Regions from separate parts of the Ovis aries genome. Here region 1 is linked to region 2. A link is a contact called in public Hi-C data. All regions are on one chromosome and are shown on one strand. The core of a region is the stretch at or near the end of the contact, and the rest is flanking DNA. Distances in the headings are between cores, read along the strand shown.

The links. A called contact is a pair of places that touch in the nucleus more often than the background predicts.
Region 1: a Hi-C map of liver shows a contact between it and region 2, with 3 times the contacts expected there. The contact joins the promoter of VPS18 here to the promoter of RAD51 in region 2. A contact is called at or near these places in 4 of 16 Hi-C or Micro-C datasets (hypothalamus, liver, mixed tissues and 1 more).

The regions. Positions count from the first base shown.
Region 1 is chr7:34,631,789-34,634,761 of ARS-UI_Ramb_v3.0, forward strand. VPS18 (VPS18 core subunit of CORVET and HOPS complexes) reads left to right here and starts at 1,693. Exons shown (of 5, transcript XM_004010456.6): 1 at 1,693-2,097. The coding sequence starts at 2,007.
Region 2 is chr7:34,459,331-34,462,288 of ARS-UI_Ramb_v3.0, forward strand. It overlaps RAD51 (RAD51 recombinase), which reads left to right and starts at 1,691. Exons shown (of 10, transcript XM_042252290.2): 1 at 1,691-1,961.

The DNA.
Region 1 (2,973 bases), core at 443-2,942, 170 kb after region 2:
CCCAAACCCTCACTGTTTCATTGCTCTGGACTCCCCATCCGCCCCCAACATCCCTCATCCCTTGTTGCAGCCAGGCTTTTCAGGCATTTGTGCTTCAACAGCGCTGTGGCCATGTCCCTTGTACACGTCTAGAGGGCAAACTTTTTTCTGTTCTGTTCTGTGTGGTGTCCCCAGAGCCAGGAACAGAGAGAGAGAGAGAGAGAGAGAGAGAGAGAGAGAGAGAGAGAGAGAAAGAGAGAGTTGTGTGTGTGTGTGTACACGCGCGTGCACTTGCATGCTCATTTGCGGAATGAGTGCGCTGCTGAACAAATCATAAACTACTTTTTTAGCATTAACTAGGGCTTCCCTGATGGCTCAGACCATAAAGAATCTGCCTGCAATGCAGGAGACCTGGGTTTAATCCCTGGGTTGGGAAGATCCCCTGGAGAAAGGAACAGCTATACCCACTCAAGTATACTGGCCTGGAGAATTCCCTGGACAGAGGAGACTGACAGGCTACAGTCCACGGGGTCACAAAGAGTAGAAGAGCGACTTTCACCTCACAATCAGCATTAACTACCTATTTATGGGTCTATAGTCCCTCTGGATTATGATCTTTCAGGACGGTTGTTGTACTTATCTCTGTGACCCCAGCACCTAACTCAAGTCCAGGAAGAGAGTAAGTGCTCAACACGGAGGAGCCACTGCGAACCAGAGACGAGACTAGCTTCCTGCTGGCCGAGCCACCATCTCTGCCACTTTCTGGAAACGGGTGGCTCCCTGGACGTGGGAGAAGAGAGGCCAGGACTGCCTCCCTGTGCGTGTGAAGGGAGGATTTAGGTGACGTTTAGATTGAAGAAAGGAATGTTCTCCTGGGGACCTATTGTGTGTGTTAGTCGCTTAGTCGTGTCCGACTCTTTGCTACCTCACGGACTGCAGCCCTCCAGGCTCCTCTGTCCATGGAATTCCCCAGGCAAGAGTACTGGAGTGGGTAGTCTTTTCCTTCACTGGGGACCTAGGGCAATGGGCTATTTTTAAACGTGCGAGCGGGAGCTGACCAGAGGTTGAGTGGTCTTCTGCGGGAGGGAAGCCTGGGCGTGAAAAATGCTGGGGACCTTCTCAGAGGCTGAGGCTGGATTGCGCTGGGCGGGTCTGGAAAGGCGACAGAGAAAGCCAGGGTTGCCTCCTGGTGTCAAAGTCTAGAACTGCAGCAGAGTCCAGGAGGGTGGGGCTTGTGTTCAGCGGGACCCATCCACCACCTAGGAGCTTCCTTGGTAGCTCAATCGGTAAAGAAACTGCCTGAAGTGCAGGAGACCTGGGTTCAATCCCTGGGTCAGGAAGATCCCCTGGAGAAGGAAATGGCAACCCACTCCAGTATCCTTGCCTGGAGAATCCCATGGACAGAGGAGCCTGGCGGGGTACATACAGTCCATGGGGTCGCAAGAGTCGAACATGGTTTAATGACTAAACCACCGCCACCAGCTCGGACTATCCCCAACAGAGAACGGAGCACTCCTCCGCTGGAGCGCCAGCTAGGCCCATAGCCCCGCCCGTCCACCACCCGACCCCGCCCCTACCACCATCCGGCCCCGCCCACCGCAGATCTCACCGCACCTCCCAAGGGCCGGCTCCGCGACGTTCCTGCGCCAGCAAACGTGGGCCTCTGAGAACCCGGAAGTTACGTTATAGGCGTGCGTCCCAGGGGCGGGAGTCAGCTGAGCTGCTCGGGCGAGGTTGGGATCACCTGAGATCGGCTAGGGGGAACAGGTGCTCTCTTGGGGGCGTGAGTTGGGTGCAGGACTGCGCCAAATTCAAGGAGGCGGGCTCTCCGATCTTCTCACTCTATAAGGCGAGAGTGAAAAGATTCTCAGGATTTTAAAGAGGAGGAGTTGGCGGTGGCCGATTGCCAGGATCTGTCAGATTCCTGTCGAGGCTGGGGAGTCGCAGCTTCCAATCCGGGGAGACGGGGATCCCTGGGGGGAGCCCTGTTGTAATCCCTGGGACGGAGGACCCAGAGGCCGGGCACCATGGCGTCTATCCTGGATGAATACGAGGACTCCCTGTCCCGCTCGACCGTCTTGCAGCCCGGCTGCCCCAGCGTGGGCATCCCCCACTCGGGTAAGGGAAGTGAGGGCGCCGCTGCACCTCTCGGCTCTCCTGGCATCTGCATGGGAGGAGCGGAGCGGGTGGCTCCAGGAGCTCGGGTTCACCTCCTGGACCTGCTGTCTGGATTTAGGCCCTTGGTTCTCCTCAGGTTCTTATGGCCTCCAGGCGGTGGATGGTCGAAGTTTGAAAGAGCAGCAAGCACAGCCGCGTGATCTAGGCCATGCCACTAGAGTCCTTCTAAGAGGGAACTGGGACTCAGATAAGGAAGTGACTTGCTTAGAGGGCAGCAGTTGGGAAAACTGACAATAGGTTCAGATGAGAATAGGCTTCATCTGATTCAGTGTTTTTCCCATCAGTCCCCTTCTGGAGGTAAGAGAAAGAATGAGTAAAGAACTGGTGAAAGGGGACTGTTGTAGGGGAAGGAGGGATGAGCCTAGAGGGAACTCTGTCACTGAACAGGGGAAAATGAAGTATCTTAAGCTTTTGGTAGAGCTGTTTGCAGCTGGATGGTGAGGGGAAGTTTTTGTAGAAAGTAGTACAGAGTTGGCAGAGGCATCTGAAGTGCAGGAATATTTTGAGTAGTGATAGAGAAATGAAAGTAAAGGCTAGAGAGAAAGTACCAGCAGTTTGTTAACCAACTGATTGGAAGGGTTTCTCAGGGATCCCTCTGCCCTCATTCTTCTGGAGACTCATTGAGAGCATTATTGCATGGGCAGGGAGGAGGGAAGAAAGTGGAACTAGACTTTAGTTGAGCTGGGATTGCTTGGCCAAAGACTAATAAGGGAGAACACTCAAACTTTCCCTCATTACCACCAGGAGCAGGTACATAGTGGTGTAATAGCATCCCAAGAGTTCAAAGAATCAACCCCTTACTGCTTTCAGAGGTGT
Region 2 (2,958 bases), core at 441-2,940:
CTGCCATATCAATTAACAAGGATCTCACCAGACTCTTGCATCTTCCCAGACATGGAAAATCATCAAATTTCTTAACTTGGGATATCTGGTTTCCTTTAACAATAATCTCTGATATTCAGCCTGCCTGCCCTTTGTCATAGAACTTCTATATAACCTGGCTCCTCCCCTTGACTCCTCGGAGCAGTTCTCTCAAGGCTACTTGAGATGCTGCCTCCTGGGGTTAAGTCCTAAAAATTCCCACCAAATAAAACAACTCTCAACCTTTAGGTTGTGACTATTTTTTAAATCGACAATCTCTTGCCTGAAATATTTCAAGCACTTCATAACAGTTTCTATTGTTTTTACTCTATCCTGAAATCTGTCCTTCAATGCCACAGGGTAACCATGTGAGGATTAAATAAAAAGTTCATGAATTTTAAAGCACTCCACAAACATAAAGTGGTGTGGAACAAAAAACAGGTATAAAGCATGAGATTCATTGGATTAAAAACTTTCAGATGTACCCATTACCTAAAGAATAAAGATCAAAGTTCTATAATGGTCTTATACGACTCTTCATGCTGCTGCTGCTGCTGCGAAGTCGCTTCAGTCGTGTCCGACTCTGTGCGACCCCACAGACGGCAGCCCACCAGGCTCCTCAGTCCCTGGGATTCTCCAGGCAAGAATACTGAAGTGGGTTGCCGTTTCCTTCTCCCTACTTCTCTTCATGGAAATAATATAAACGTAAACTCTCAGCACCTGGTAAGACACTTTTCCTCCCTCATCAGACAGTACTCCTTAACCACAGTTAATTTCCATACCCACACAGCGCTATTCGCTTATAATGTCTTCCATCTCATCTACGCCCAGTAAACACTAATCACCCTTTAAAACTGGAATCAACTTTTAATAAACTACGAAAAGATTTACATTCTCAAAATCCAGAGTCCTGCAAATTTCCAGTAAAGTACCACAGCTTGACTAATAGTTCAGTCCGTCCTTTCTCTCCATTAGCTTTCTGTTCCAGTTTCACCCAGGTACTTCAGCGGCATCAGCTCCACCATCTACAAGAGCCTAGAAAGCGCCTGAACTCCGTAATTGGTCTAAGTTAGAGGCTCAGCGCACCCTGAAGGGCCAAATGCCCCAGGTTAGACACTTAAGAAACAAATTAAGAGCTCCCAGTGCTGTGCTTAGTCGTTCAGTCGTGTCCAACTCTTTGTCACCCCATGGGCTGTAACCCGCCACTCTCCTTTGTCCATGGGGATTCTCCAGGCAAGATTACCGGAGTGGGTTGCCATGCCCTCCTCCAGGGGATCTTCCCGACCCAGGGATCGAACCCAGGTCTTCCTCAGTGTAGGCGGATTCTTTACTGTCTAAGCCACCAGTCCCCAAGAGCCTGGCTATTCCCAAGAGGGGCTGAGGAGCTACAGCTGAGTCGCCCGCCCGCGGTGCATACTGGGATATGTGGTCTCGGGAGGCCCACAGCCTCTTGGGAGTTGTAGTCCTCGATCTGGTAAAGGGTGAGAAAAACGCAACTCTCAAGTTCTGGATTAGTCCTAACGGAGAAAAAGAAGACGGGAACCCATAACATCCTGCAAGCTCAAGTTCTTTGAGCCCAACTCTCGATCTCACGAGTGGTCGAGGCGGCTGGAAGGCGGGCCCGAGAAGGGTGGGGAGACGTTACGTTGACGCGGGCGTGACCTTGCCCAATAGGATTTGGCGGGATTTCCGAAAGCTGTAGGCAGAGCGCGCGCTGCGGCTTGAGACCGAGGCCTAAGAGGAGGTGAGACCCGCCGCAGGAGCGCAGTTGGAAGCTCAAACTCGCCTGGGTTTTGTGCTGAAGGCCGAAGCAAGGGAGTAGAGAAGCGGGGCACAAGCGAGGGGATCTACAGTCCGTCCGGGATCGGGCGCGGGCGGGTCCAGCAGACGGTAGTCGGAGTGTGCAACCTGCCCTAGCGAATAGCAAAGCACGGCAGGTCCAGGTGAGTGTGAGACGGAGACCAAGCCCCTTCCACCGCCAGGTTAGTCCCGGCATAAGCCGGTCCCAGGCTTAAACCCAGATTTGGGCCCCAGCTCCGCAGCCTTAGGGGCCCCTCTGTTTCTCCCAAGTGAGAAACTCAGAAATGGCGGGGCGGAGCGGGGACGTGTCCGGGCTACTTCGACCGTCGGAGTTCGCTGAGGGGAAAATAGAAGCGCACTCTAGCGTTTAGAGCTGGGAGGAACCTTGGGAGGCCTTCATTTCCAACACCTACTTAATGGGCGTCCGCGAGGAATCCAAGATCCAGAGACGTGTAGTGACAGAGTCACAGCTCTTAAGCCAGAACCACGGTTTCCAGGTTTCTGGTCAGTGCCCTTTCCATTACACAAAATTTTGCTTACCAGAGTACCCACCTCCAGTTACCAGTAAGATAATTTGCTTTTTCTAATGCGGAAGACCTTTTACGTGATGTCTAGGTAATGATCTGTAGTGACGTATGCTGTTTTTTCTTAAACTTATAAGCCAAGTGTAGTATACAAATAGAAAAATGCACAGATCAAAAGTGTGTACAGCTTCATGAGTCATTACAAAATGAATATACCACTCAGATCAAGAAAGAATGCTGTCATCACCCGGGAGCCTCCCTTGTGCCCCCTTCTCTAATACTCTCCCTTCTCGCCAGAGGTAACCACTGTGTTGACTACTAATACCATTGATTAATTTTGCCTGTTTCTGAATTTTATGTAAAGAAAGACTATTTTTGTGTCTGGCTTTGCTCAACGTTCTGTCTGTAGGTTCGTGTCTTTGCATTTAGCAATACTTTCTCGTTGCTTTGTTGTAGTCCTATTCATTATACCAATGATGGATATCAGGATTATTTCTAGTTTTTAGCTTTCAGGACAAAGGTGGCTGAGAAAATTCCTGCATACAGTTTAGTGCACACGTATATGTTTTTCAGTGGGTTAATAGTAATAATAATAATAGAGTGGCAAAATTCCTGG